Linked DNA regions of Capsicum annuum: region 2 is linked to region 1. The links are chromatin contacts, called in public Hi-C maps. All regions are on one chromosome and are shown on one strand. The core of a region is the stretch at or near the end of the contact, and the rest is flanking DNA. Distances in the headings are between cores, read along the strand shown.

Evidence for each region. A called contact is a pair of places that touch in the nucleus more often than the background predicts.
Region 2: a contact with region 1 is called in a Hi-C map of leaf, with 2.1 times the contacts expected there. The contact joins two enhancer-like sites. A contact is called at or near these places in 2 of 5 Hi-C or Micro-C datasets (bud and leaf).

The regions. Positions count from the first base shown.
Region 1 is chr12:56,483,193-56,490,586 of UCD10Xv1.1, reverse strand. LOC107850643 (protein CPR-5) reads right to left here. Exons shown (of 7, transcript XM_016695319.2): 5 at 6,702-7,173; 6 at 5,616-5,705. Among protein-coding and RNA genes, the nearest start is that of LOC107850643, 19 kb to the right of the region's middle. Within about 2 kb of position 2,971, at least 3 of the 5 cell types and tissues checked have an H3K27ac peak or open chromatin away from gene starts, as enhancers often do. A contact at or near this core is called in leaf, where this site is marked.
Region 2 is chr12:56,654,732-56,662,125 of UCD10Xv1.1, reverse strand. LOC107850406 (a long non-coding RNA gene) reads right to left here. Exons shown (of 2, transcript XR_007048642.1): 2 at 3,036-3,324. Among protein-coding and RNA genes, the nearest start is that of LOC107850406, 5.8 kb to the right of the region's middle. Within about 2 kb of position 4,860, at least 2 of the 5 cell types and tissues checked have an H3K27ac peak or open chromatin away from gene starts, as enhancers often do. A contact at or near this core is called in leaf, where this site is marked.

The DNA of each region.
Region 1 (7,394 bases), core at 1,722-4,221:
CACAGACATCTCGACACATGTTAATTTTGGGTATATCAAGCACCATACCCTTGGAGTGTATATACATCAATAAACTAAGGTTGTAATGACCGAACCTTTTGTGCCAAAGCCAAGTATCACTCATTTCAACATTGAAAGAGCAACTTTCACCAGAATAGCATAAAATTGAAAAGGAATTGTCAATCATGCTAATTTTGGCTACTTCACATCCTTTAGAATCATAAATGACACAACTTTTATCCTTAAAATTGAGTGAATAATTATTATGAAGCAACTGAGCAATACTCAACAGTTTTGAGTTAAACTTGGCACATAAAGAACATCATTTATGATTTTTATACCTTCATCTGGAGGAAATTTCCCCGACCCTCTACCTTGATCTTCCACCAGTGCACTATTTCCAAGCTTCACTTTGGTTTTATCAGACCTGTCCAAGCTAACAAATAGATTTTCATCAATCGCCAGGTGCCTTGCATATGCACTATCAACATACCAATTATATCGATCAACATGTGATGTGTGCGAAGCCATGAATACCTCCTCCTCTGTTTTTTCAACTTAGTAATCTTTCATAAAATTTACTCGTTGGGAAGACTGACCACTTTGAGTTTTCTTTTGCTGCCAATACTTCTCAATATGCCCATACTTCTTCCAGTATCTACATTGAATGGGAGACCTCTTTGAATTCTGCCAACAATTCTTCTCCAAGTGGTTTGTCTTCTTACAAACACCACAAGGTGGAAATTTTCATTTCTTCGATGATTCACCTTGGTATCCACTAGATTTCACCTCTCTAGAGTGGTCTAAAGAGACTTTTTTGCTTCCTTTTGTTGCTTGAATTTATGCCTTACTTGAAGGCATCTTCAACTATCCCTTCACATCTCATAGTTACCCATTGCCCTTGAATTTACAATTTAGAGATCAGCTCATCTATTGAAAGAGTAGTCAAGTCACAAGACTCTTCAATAGCTGAGAATTTTAATTCGAACTTGTTCGGAAGGATGGCCATGATCTTCTCCATAACTTTCTGATCTGAAAAGTTTTCACCAAGTATCCTTATTTGGTTCACAAGATCAATCAGCTTTGAAGAGTATTATTTTACACTATCCGAGTCCTTCATCTTCAAGAGCTCAAATTCCCTCTTCAAGGTTAAGACCTTGACAGATTTCATCTGTTGCTACCTTCAAACTCCTCCTTTAACTTATCCCAGGCTTCTTTGGTTGTTTCACAAGTCATAATCCCTGTAAATATCACTTCCATAAGACTTGAATGTATACAAGTGAGAGCTCTTGAAGATCCAGTCACCAACTCATCATATTTTTTAATTTTATTGGGAGTTGTGTTATCTCTCAATGGCTGGACAGCAGATTCTCCTCTCTCAACAACACCTCATAAGTTGAGAGCCTTCAAATAAGCCTTCATTTTGATAGACCAAATATGATAATTCTCACCAGAAAAGATCGGAGGACCCATCGTTGGTTGATTTTCTGGTGCCATGTTTTCCAGCAAACAGATCTAAGAAAAGAACCAGTTATAAGACGAGTCAATCAACAAATCAGATTCGCATCCCGTAAGAAAAGGGCTCTAATACTATGTCATAAGAAAGGCAAGAAGAATTGAAAAGGCTACAAGCTGAAACAGTAGCAAAATATAGTTGTAAATTGCTTCCAAAAAAACTACAGAGAAAGAAGAATAAGCTGAAACTTGTTAAGTACTCTTCTTAATGCTCTAGATAGTTCATTACATAAGCTTCATTTATAGAGAGAGAGTGTGTGAAGATTACAAACCACAAGATAATCAAAATATCTCACACAATATAAGTACATATGTGGCTAACTAACCACCACTCATTTTAACTAAAAGACTTTTCTACTACAAAAATATCTGCTACCTAGGAGTTCTAGAGAAATCTTATTTCCTAACACTAATACATCAAAGCTAAAACTCTTGGCTAAACTCTACAGTAGGACCTGGTTCTTCAATATATTTCTTTAGAATTTGAGTTACACTTGAGAAGTCAATTTGCCAATAGCCTTTCTGCTTTTTAAGTGTGTGAACTTTTTGTTAAACCAGTCTTCTATTTAAGCACAACTCTTTGTAGAGCTATTCTTCAATTGAAACTCCTCACTACACCGAACTCTCTTTGCTTAGAGTTCCACATCGACTGAAACTCCTTCTTTAGTTCAACATTTTGCTTCTTTAGTGATATAGTCAAGAACCAACTCTTCAATTCAGCACAGATTTATTTTCTTGAGTTCATCAGAAGTAACCACTATCCATTCCTTAATTTTTGCACGCTTGTTTTTATTCATTAGTGTTTTTGCTACAAGTTAAGCTCCTTGAATCAGTGTATCCATGAACTTGTTTGTCTTAAGTGTTTCATGTTGTTTTGGCAATCATCAAAACTTTGTACAACACAAAAAAGTTCCCCCTTTTAGATGGTGACAAATCTCTTGTCTTTGTGCATTATAACATTTTAACATGTTGGCACTGAATTACAAAACACTAGAATGAAGAAGGTTAGTCAATTGGTTATAAACATTGCACAACTCTTATCTTCCCCTTTTGGCATCATCGAAAAACTATTTTCAATAGTATAACATATTAGCCAAAGGGAATTATTAGGTTATTTATAGTCACTAAGACTATCACCAAGACAACTAGACAAAGACACCATGCAACATAGTAATGTATTAAAAAGAGCAAGAACACCAGTCATTAGAGCAAAAGATGATCATATCATTAATCTTCCAGAATATATTGTACATAAGACCTAAGTTAACACTAATCGGTCAAAATAACTAAGAACTTAATACGACAAGGGCACTAGGGAAAAAAAGAAACTACGGGCACTAGGATGGTGGGATAGAAGAGGCAGGTAGGGGAGGTGGAAAAATTGAGTCAATCTACGAATAGTTTCCGCATTCTCAACCTTCTCTTGATCAAGGTCAGCCTACAGAGCCAGGATCCTAAATTGAAAGGCTTCTTTCTCCCTCTCATTAATGGCTTGAAAAAACCCCAGTTCAGCAGTCTTTTCAACTCTACGGCATTCCTCAATTTTTGTACTGGAGTATCAGCCTTTCTTATTGAAGTAAGTAGAGCAGCATGATTCACTTACCAAGAACATCCTTTATTGTTTCAAAGGTCAAAACTTGACTGGAATAGAGTAATCCTCAAAGATTTAGGCCAACCAAAACCCATAAGGAAGTTCATGCCCCTTTTTATCCTTTATAAGCACACGAGGCATGCGCTTGATTATCAAAGTAGGCAAATAAATCTTGACTGGAGTGTCAAGAAGCTTCATGGTTGTTAATTTTAGAAAATTTGCCTACTTACGCCTCTCCTTTCTAGGAGTAATATTCTTATGAACCACATCAAAGTATGACTGGTGCAGAGAAGACATCTCCTTCTTTAGTACTCTACGGTGCTAAGTAAGATATGGGTCATTGGAAAACTTTTTTGTGATGGCAAGAGCAGATGCCATGTTTTCAAATGGAGGCCACTCAAACTTAACATAGTGATCCCATCCTCCAGTGGGAACATTAAGTATCCTACAAACATCTCCCAGGTGTATAGAAACACCTCGCACGTTGGTAGAAAACAATGACCCATTCTTAGATCCATTTTATAGAACTCAGTGACTTCAGGCCTCCCAAATTTTCTATGAATATTTCCTTGAAGGAAAATATCAGACCATCCTTAGAACTCCAACTTAGCTAGAAAATTATCCATTTCAGGGACACCAAAACCAGTCACAACTCTTCCTCGAATAACGTCCCTTTTTTGAAAGTGGAAGATGTGTCGTAGCTTGAGATTAGTGACACCAAAAGTGTCAACTTGCACAGCGGTATTATCTTCTATAGATTTAGAGTTTGAATGCCTGGATGAACCAAGTTGAGCAACTTGTTTCGATGAACAAGATTTGGAGTTAACGTGGACTTGGAGGAGGATGTGGACCTAGTGGTAGGGAGTTTTATCTTGGATGAGCAATTTGATGAGGGAGGTGTCCAAGATGGATGAAGGGAGGAAGGCTTAGGGATAGAACGCTTTATCACTTTAGAGCGATGAATTTTGCTAATAAGAAAGTCATCATCAGAAGGACTTGCCTTTGAAGGAGGGGGAACAGGGGAAGACCTTGTCTTCTTGCTAGCCTTAATAGCCTCCTGAAGAGGGGCGTCCTCTTGACGTATCCGATTTCTAGTGTGAGGAGTCCTGGTTGGGACAGAAGGAGGAGATGTTTCAACGGTGAGTTCATCCTCAGGAACAAGGATAGATTCACCAGATCTACATGACAGAATGAATAAGAAGTAGCCTACCATAATCTCAGCTAACCAGGCAGGCTTTTCAAAAGGAAGAAGCATAGTTGAAAAAGTTCTCTTAACATAGATGATTATAAGGGGCATAAAGATGAGGATCAAGACAACCAATGTGGTAGTGAAGTTAGATATGACCAAGGCATATGATAGACTATCTGGGCTGTTTCTAACACAACTGCTCAGGAAGTTTGGATTCACAGGTATTCAGTATTGTTGAATGGATAATCATATGAGTTTTTCAAATCATAAAGAAGGGTCAAGCGGGAAGATCCACTAGCTTGAGCCTTTTTTATTATAGCTACAGAAGCTTTGAGCCTTTTTTATTATAGCTACAGAAGCTTTAACTAGAGGTCTGAATTCTCTGATGGAGAATGAGAAATTTACGGATTCTGAAATGCCAACCACCTATCATATGCATATGATAAAATTCACGTGGTATCTGTTGAAAAAAAACTCAACGAAGATGATGATGAAGTTGCTGAAAGGCTATGTAAACATCTCTGGTCAGCTAATCAACTTGAATAAGTGTTTTATGTTAGATTGTTCATTAGAAACAGAAAGTATCACCTAGGATAGTAGGAAAAATCAAGAGGGTAACCAAAACAAAGTCAGGTTCCTTTCCATTCTTATATTCAGGATGCTCTATGTTCTATGGGAGAAATAGGATTTCCAAATAAGACTTGGTAATTAAGAAAGATGGGAAAAGATATTAGTAAGGAAAAATGTTGCCATTTGGAGAAGACAGTGTTAATTATTCATGTATTGCCGGGCATTCCAATTCACTTCCTATCTGCATTATCTTCTCCTATGGGGTACTGAGACATCTACAAAAAATGTCTGCTAGATTTTTCTGGAAAACAATACTGATAGTAAAAGACAATACTGGTGGGACAGTATGTCTGCCTAAAGGAGGTAACGTAGGTTTCAGATCATTCTTTGATATTTCTAGTGCACTCTTCTGTAGTTTATGGCAGAGTTCTGCAACAAAAACTTTATGGAGCTCTTCTATAAGAACTAAATCTTGAAACAAGTAATATCCAGTTACTGCTCAATGCAAAGGAACTATCATTCGAGGAAAGATGGTCAATAAACTAATAGAACATCAAATATAGCGGCAGATTAAAAAGGTGACTCCAGTTTTTGGTTTGACTATTATATTGCATTTGAAGCATGATATGACATCATTCCTGAAACCAGCCAAGAGGAGGAGACTGAAGTTAAAAGAATTTGCAAGCCCGCAAGACTGGAAAGTGGACTAACTCAGAAGGTACATTCCAGAAAAAACAGTGCAACACATACTTGAGACGATACTTTGCCCCTCATCCTTGAGAACATTAGATAAAGCATGGTGGATCTGAGAGAAGTGCAAAATTTTCATTGGAAAATTACCTGAAAGTACATATTAAACATGAGGAAAATAGAACATATACAACATGAGGATAAAGAGACTATCTTTGAACATGTCTTTCATTATTTGGAGAGCCTGAAAATTTAGAACTCCTACTGATAATTTTTTGATAAAAAGAAGTTTTTCTTATGAGGGGTGAACTACACATGTTGCTAATGTTGATACTGGTGATCACAAGACTAAATCCAACAGCTGGAAAAAGGCACAGAAGTAAGAACACAACTTTACTCACTCAGACAGTTCTTACTGGATATATCATACTAGATCTAATTTGTAGTTCTAGTTTGGTGCTAACATTTATTACTGTCTAGTTCAAATTAAAAGGGAAGGTTAAACTGTTAGTATAAACATTAAAAATATAAAAAGAAAAAATCCTGAAGAAGCAGATAAATAGATCATAGAGAACTGGTATCAGTTAATCAGCACAATCAACATTTCTGGTATCAGTTAATCAGCACAATCAACATTTAATAACTCAATTCATTCAATAGAATAAAAAGTAGCACAATACAAGATGATCCTTCCTTGATACTACTTGTATCCTGCATTTCGCAAGATGATGTTACAAGACTCAAAACCTGCTTCCCCCAATAATAAACCAAAAAGAAAGGAAACACATGGCCCCATTTTGCTCTAATGATGCACATAATTTTGGCTAATCTTGTACTAATTAATGATACAACGCTAAAATTCCTTGATAGGCACAGATCAAGGTAGTGTTTCATCCGTAAGCCTGAAATCTTCAGCTAGCCCCTAATGATACATACAATTTACATGTAAACAGAAACATAATCATCCTTGAGCCTGAAACTTCAAACTTATCGTCTCCGGGGCTAAATTTTCCCGACAGACGACAGGTTTGATTAAAACAGTGTTTCATCCAATAATGGAATGAGCTTTGCAGTCACCTTTTCAGAATTCAACTGGAGTAATAAAAGCATCCAGGACAAGTGAAGAGAAGTGATCTTTCCACTCACCGGGGCCAGCAAAAGGCATCAGACCACATAGCAAGGGGAGAAAAAGAAGTATTGTGGTATAAAACATAGATCTCCTCATCCAGTATGGAAAGGTTCTCTCTCTCGTGTTCTTTTCTGACACTATGACAGGCCCATTGAGGATCAGGAACAAAGCCGAGATGCAGACATTTGAAAAGAAATGTAGCAAGCACAAACTCTCCCAATAAATCAACCAACGATATCCGCTGCCCCCCAAGGTGTCGATACAAAACTTCCCTGCAAAACCGCAGCCAACTCCCAACAGCAACAGAATGGAAGTAACAGGCATAGTCTGATTCGAAGTTGCAGAACGCTGGAGAAGTAAATAGGCTATAGCCAATATCATGAAAGCACCAAATAGCATGCGACTGAGAACTTGAAACTGACACCATAAGAGCTGCAGGCCTGAATTAATAGATGCCATTGATTTGGGCATCCACCAAGACTTGTGTTCCTGGAACGTAAAATACGTCCATTTCATTACCATGGCTAATAAATGCTCTACACTGGTGAAACATATGAACAAACAGAATTGGCCAACTAACTAAACTATTATCCCTGGGGTCCAGGCTTTAAGAAAGAACACTAAAAGCAGCATCTACAAAAACTAAGATTGACTTCTTTGGACGACAGGTCTCCTGATAAACGGTTCCTTCTCTTTTTGAGCATCACTTA
Region 2 (7,394 bases), core at 3,611-6,110, 170 kb before region 1:
GATAATCATAAACTGGACCTCATAAGTAGGAAGGGTCCCATTAACATTGTCCTCGAGTGAGACAGAGGAGTTTTTGTGAGCTTCAGTTATTCGAGGAGGTATGATCTGAAAAGCGAACAAATGAGAATTAAAGAAGATTTCAATACCTTAGACTCTACATCTTGAAAATAGAACATAAGAAAGAAAATATTCCTAAATGCCTTATAGTCTCTCCCTTTGAGGGTGGCAAGCTACATACCCTTAAAAGAGACTCTACTCGACACGACTTTGTTAGAAACCCCATTTGACCATGAACTTAGGAATCTGATACCAATCTGACACGACCCAAACCATGGACTAGTCGTGTCAGGCATCTCAAGTTTGACAAGGATCGGAGACCTTCCCCAACACCCAACCATAACCGCCATGTATCCTATGTCGGATGAATTTTGAACATATTACAAGATAAATCAACAATAATTCAAAGACATTTAATGAAGTCCATAACTATAACCAACCAAAATTTTGATCAAATGTCCAACCGGTGTCAACCCTAATGCCAAAACCAATACCAAGGCTGACGCCAATACCGACACCGCCCATGCCATATCTGACAAAGCCTTTATCCATAATCAATAACATTTGATCGGGACATGCTCCCGACCATATCCAAAACCAAACCAAAGAAATAACAAAAATAAAAGAAGTCCCTAGTATAAAATGAAGCCTTCCTGAGTAAAGCTCACCACTTCAATCTAGCACAAAGTTGTCCCCGTATCCAAGTCACTGAGCATGAGGGATGGTAATATGGCCGATTGTTGCATCACATAGGGATATAGCACCCAAAGATGGTTAGCAGAGTGAATGCTAGCATGTCTTTAGGAATAAGATTAAAATAATGCCATTATTCAAAACCAAAGTAAATAACCCTATGGAATCATATGCATACATATATACACACATATATATATATCATGACAGGAAAGGGAACCAAGTTTAGCATGCATTTAAAACATTTTACCTGGATTGTGTAGCTTTGTCGTCCTAAAATAACCCATGGGTTATGTAGGTTCAGCTCCCCCTACTGAAAGGGCCCCGATCTTGTTAGACGCATGAACCAAAGAATAAAACATGATATGACTAGTACATATCCCAAAATATAAGGGTGAGATCATGCACATGGCCATCATGATCAAACCTCACATCGGCAAACATGAGTTTCTAGTATTAGCCCCCCCGGGACCTCCACCTTCCATGGCTTTGCTAACATAACCCCCTTTAAGCCCATATTAAAACCATTTACACATTCCAACCATTTAACAAGGAGTCTTTTAATTAGGCATTAACTATTGGTATCGTCATACCAAAATTAGAGCTTACAAGTCTATCCTTTTATGCCATACCAAAGCCATTAAACCATGTTGACTTTAAAGTTTCCAATTTAACCAAAACCCTGGCCATTAAGTCCTTTCCAAACCATTTAAAACCAACCAAACCAATTTAAGTTCCATTACTTTTCATGCAATGTAAAGATTTTAAGAATAGTCAAACTATGTGACAAAATCATTCTCATTGGCATTTTAACAAATGTATTGAAAACATATAATTTTCAAAACCAAAACCAAGTATTAATTTACCATTCCCATACAACCACATGTTCAACCATAATTATAACATGAAAAACCATAAGTAATACATAGGAAAACATTATCCAACCATAAACAACCAAAACCCCAACATCTATTTCAAAACAAAAATAATACCATAATAATACCATGAAAAACAATTGTTAAAAACATACTTTTAGTTGAAATAGCAATGAGGGAGGATTAACATGCCTTAGACGCTAAGGAAAACTGAGGGATTCACTCTTGAAATCCCCTATTTGATTGCCTTATAGAAATCCTAGCCTTTTCTTGAACCAAGAGCTTGAGAGAGATTTTAAGAGTGTTTGAATGAGAATAATAGGTTAATATAGCCACTAACATGTTTTACGTCGTGGGTTTAAAAGGAGTTAAGAGGGGAAATGTCAAGAATATCCCCACTTAAAACAGTAGAAAACTCGCAGATGGGTACGAGTAGACGCTCCAACTCGTCACCACAACATATGAGTGGTACCCTCAAGTCATCACTAGGTCAGAAATTTAGACATCATATTCGGTCCAACATATGACTCACATGCCCAACCCGTCACCATATCATACGACTAGTACCATCTACTCGTACCCTAAACAGAACATCAAGGGCTAGATACTGGACTAGATGAGATTGGACTCAACCCTCTTGTTACATCAGCATACAACTCGTATTGAGTCTACTATACTAAGGATAGAGCTTAGTCAGCAACACACTAACCAACATACACCTAGGGTCCCTAGACCTGTACCCACACCATACAACTCGTATAGTGAGTCGTTACAAGGACAGTGAATTCAAAACTCAGGAAATTTCCAAGGATCGAAACCTAAGGTGTTTCTGTATGTGCCACTTAAAGGGCGTAGGTGATCTAAGTAGGTGTCAGAACTTGAAGGCCAGGGGCTTATAAGCAGGAAATAGAACTCTGTCACTTACTAAGGACACCTAATTTTTCTGGATCATTTTGAAATTATTTTCTAGGGTTTCCATGTAACCTACATACACTCCTATGATGTTTTTAGTCCTTATTATGTATGTTTAGTAGAGTTTTCCTATTTTATTTAGGATTTAATTTCTAGGATTTCTCATAATCTATAAATACCCTTTAGTCCCTTTTTAGTAGATATATGCTGGAGAGACTAAGAGAGGCCCTTTGGGGATAAGTTTACATCATTCAAAACTTCTTTTAATTTGAGGACTATCTTGTAATCTTGAGATCTTATTATAACTTCACAGACATCCTAAGAAACTTTAACTCTAGCTCTGATACCATGTTTTTCATGACTCGAGACTACCCTTAATCATAACATGGTGCTTAGAACTATAAGAGATCACATACTAAACCGTAGTACTGACATAATACATGAGCAATTGACTAAAACATAAATAAGGGCTAAATTGACTGAGTGAAAGTATAATCATGGAATAAACTTGATTAATACATCTACTATTAGAAAGTTTATTTACAACCTCTATGATCTAAAAAAAAATTAATACGACAAATCTAGCAAATTATCTATGAAGCCTCTATTAATACCGACTATAAGAAGCCGAGACGTAGCCCCCCAACTATCCCTAATCAATACATATGAATACAAATGAAATAATGGATCTACAACTGACTTGAGTCCTAAAAATAAGAGAACTTATCACCTGCTGGCTGGATGCTGTGATTTGCCTTACTAGGATCCTGATAGTAAGCACCTGAATCTACATCACATAAAAAATATAGACAAAAGAAGTATGCAATAAGTATTTTTGAATGTACTGAATATGTGAGATATCCACTAGTCATGAAAACACTAAAACTTGCTTTAAATTGAGGATATAAACCATTTACTAAAATAAGTACTTAAAATATGTTTATATGTAAAACCTGCGAGGCATAGTAAATAGTAAAATCTCTGAATCATTAGCTAAAATATTTCTCAAAATTGAAAAGATGTAGAAGCATAAATATTTTATATGATTTAAAACTGGTGTTGAACATGTTATAAAGTTGTACTGAATGCTAACTGAATGCAAAGAAGCTGAACTGAAGTACAATGACCCTATATGAAATACACAAATACTAATATGCAATGATAAGCTGAAAAGTCATAGTTAAAAGCAAGGAAAGTTGAATTGAGGGTCATGTACAAATACTAGTCTGAAACTGTGGGATATGAATTGATGCAATGACCAAGTCAATAAACATGTATGCAATACTGTACTGAATAAACTGAATACAAGATCATGCAATAATTGAGTTTGAACCATGAGAGTTACTGTTAACCGACATATAACCATGTGAGCTAAACATGGAGTTCGACGTATAATCCTCATAAAAAAGGATCCAATATACCTTGTCAGAGTATAAAGGTTGATTTGATATGGTACCACTAAACTGATGTCCAAAAGAACTAAGATGTCAAGTCTGGTCTGATTGATAACCTCTTATAACCTACGTTAGCACCATAGTTCTAGGACTTAGGGACATTTACTAAAGGTCTCAGCTTAACTGACGGGTGAGCCTTCATCCATTCATTCGCTCCTTCATCCATTCATTCGCTCGGTACTAAGTACTACTTCCAACTGAATATAAGTTGATATAATGAATAACTCCATAATACTGAAGTACTGAGACTTAAGTATTAGCGCTTTATCTAAAAGCATTCTAAATCATGAAAATTGAAGGACTGAGTATTCAACTGACAATACATGATATCCTAAGTCATCATGTGTTCATAACCCACTTTCTCTGAAGAATGCAACTAATAATGACAATTTATTAATTGGAAGAAAAAAGAAAAATTTTATAGCACAAGTCCAAAATACTGAATATCAATATACTAAGGATTCTTAAAATGAAAAGTCTGTAAAGATAATAAATTTCATGAAAAAAATGGCATGTCAACTAATATAGACTGAAATCCACATGCATAGTTCATTCTAAATGAGGTTGAAATCTATTAAAAATGCGTAATTCTTCACGTATTAAAATAATTGAGTTAAATCCATGAATCATGCATAATCATTTTGAATGGGAACCATAATAATAAAATAACGTGAGTGAATAAAATTTCAAGAATTTAGAATAATTGGGTATTAACTCTAGATCACGAGTTCATAGAAATCATTGCAAAAAATCATATTTTAAAACTAGCTTTGGACATAAAGGTGAAAGGAATCCCTTATTGAATATATGCATACCTGATTATGAAGCTTTTTGATCGAAGAACTTGGTGGAAACTTGACTTTTCTTGAGCTTGAGGAGAAAATCAAATGTTATTGCCTTGAGAGAATTTTGGCAGAGTTTGGGAGCTTGGTCATTGTTATGAGGGAGAAAACAGAATAATAATAGGATATCATGCCTCAAAATATCCTAAAATGACTTGATATTGGGCTAAAAATCTTGAAAAATGACCAAAAAAACCTTTAGTAAACATAAAAAAAAGTTGTTGAAAAATTGCACCAGGATTCGTGTGTTGGACCACATATGGATCGGGTCCCAGTCACATGGTTCGTATGACAGCTTGTATGTTTGGACAACCTGATAGTACTTTACTAAAATGGTCATAACCTTTTACTCCGATATCGGGTTAAGATAAAATTAGATGTGTTGGAAAGAAGATTCAAGGAGATTTTTTTGGTGGATCTTGAGATTCAGAATTTCTAATATTCTATAAGTAAAACTCATTTGAAGTTGACTATAGAGAGATCCTACACAAAAAGTCAATCAGTAAGGAAGTTTTCAACTTGGCCATGAGCTAGGAACTATTTGTGGCCTTAATTCATGTCTAAATCACTCATCATACTACCAAATTACTATTTCTGATTGTATATATGCTTGAAGAATGATTCTAATATTATAGCTTGAATTTTAAAGATATTAGTCTTGTTGCCTAAAAAATACATTGTTCAGTGTTTGACAAATATGAGACCGATTATTTCAAGTAATTTTCTTATCAAGGTGATATCTATAGAGCTTCATAATAGACTTGAGACACATCTTCCTATGCCGATTTTAATAAAACCAATCTGGTTTTGTAAAAGGAAGAAACTTCACTCAAAATGTCCTTTGGTATCAAGAAATCATTACTGACATTAGAAACAGGGCCAATTATGCTAATGTAGTGATAAAACTTGACATGGCTAAAAAAATACGATATAGTGGATTGCTGGAAAAATGGGTTTTGATCACAAAGTAGTAGATATGATCTGGAGGCTGGTGGTTAATAACTAGTATTTAACTTTTATAAATGTTCAATTCTATGGTTTCTTTCATTCTATAAGAGGTATGAAACTAGAAGATTCTTTATCCCCTATACTGTTTATCTTATTTGCAGAAGTGATTGCTAGAGCATTGAACTCTTTATTTAATAAGAAGGACCTCAAGGGCTTTGGAAAGCCAAAATGAAGTGACAAAATTAACCATCTAGCTTATGCAAATGACACTATTTTATTTGTGTCAGCCGATAAGATATCTTTGCAATTGGTGATGGGTACATTGGAGGAATATGAACAATAGTCAGGGCAGAAGATTAATAAATAAAAAAGTTCTTTTAATATCCATGATAAAACAACAAATGCTATCACTCAGGAAGTGGAAGACCGGTCATGCAATAAAGAGGAAAATAAATTTTTCAGAGCTGATCTAAAAGGTAAATAATAAGCTTCAGTCTTGGAAAGAGAGAATTTATCTTTTGGAGATAAATCTGTATTGATCAATAATATGTTAAATACAATCCGTATATACCTATTGTCTGTAGTAATTCCTCCTAAATGTGTCATCCCTAATTTACATAGATTTTTTTCAAGATTTATATGAAGTTTCAAGAAGGTAGGCAAAAACAAGCGTTGGGTTTCTTGGACTGATATTTGCAGGCAAACGATGAATGTGGACTTGGATTTAGGTCACTAATTGATAATTTTAAAGTTTTATTTGCCAAACTGTGATGGATTTTCAGAACATAGAAATCCACATGGACTATATTCATGTGGAACAAATATTAAAAAAGGTATACACCTCAGGTGGTTGAATGTAGAGAGGGTTCACAAACATGGAAATATATAATTGGATCCAAAGTTATGTTGATCAAGAGATATGGTGGGAACCTACGTGTAGACATTCTAATATTTGGAATGATAATTGGACAAACTTGGGGCACTACATCGCTACTTACCAATCACTAGTTCTGATGTTCATCAAGCAGAAAATGTGAACCAATTATTCGATGAAGGAAGATGGAACACTCGTTTTCTAGAAGAATTATTTCCAAAAGAGATATGCAATCATGTGCTACATTATTTGATGGTAGAATAAGTTTCAGAGGACAGGGACATACCTAGGTAGATTCTCAACTCCTCAAGGAAATTCACTGTTAAATCGGCTTGGGATATAGTGAGACAACAAGAAGAGGTACAAGAATATTTCAAACAATTATGGATAAACTTGGGTCAAAATTTGATGTTTGGGAGAAAAAAATTCAAAACTCAAAAGCCAGGCATAAAGAGATGCCTTTTAAAGTATCCTTTTTCTCTGTGGAAATTATGGAAGAAAAGAGTTCCCATAAGGGAAGTACTAGTAAGATCAGGGTTTTTGAGGAGGTGATATGCAAATGTTATGAAGAAATGTTCATGAATCTATTAAGCACTTATTCATTATATGTTACCTAGCTAACAAAATGTGGTGCAGCTTCGCAGCTGCAGCTGGAGTTAATGGCCCTTTTTTGTAACTTAGGGATTCAGTTATGAAGTGGTGGAAAGCTTATAGAGCTTCAAAGCTCTAATTAGTTTTC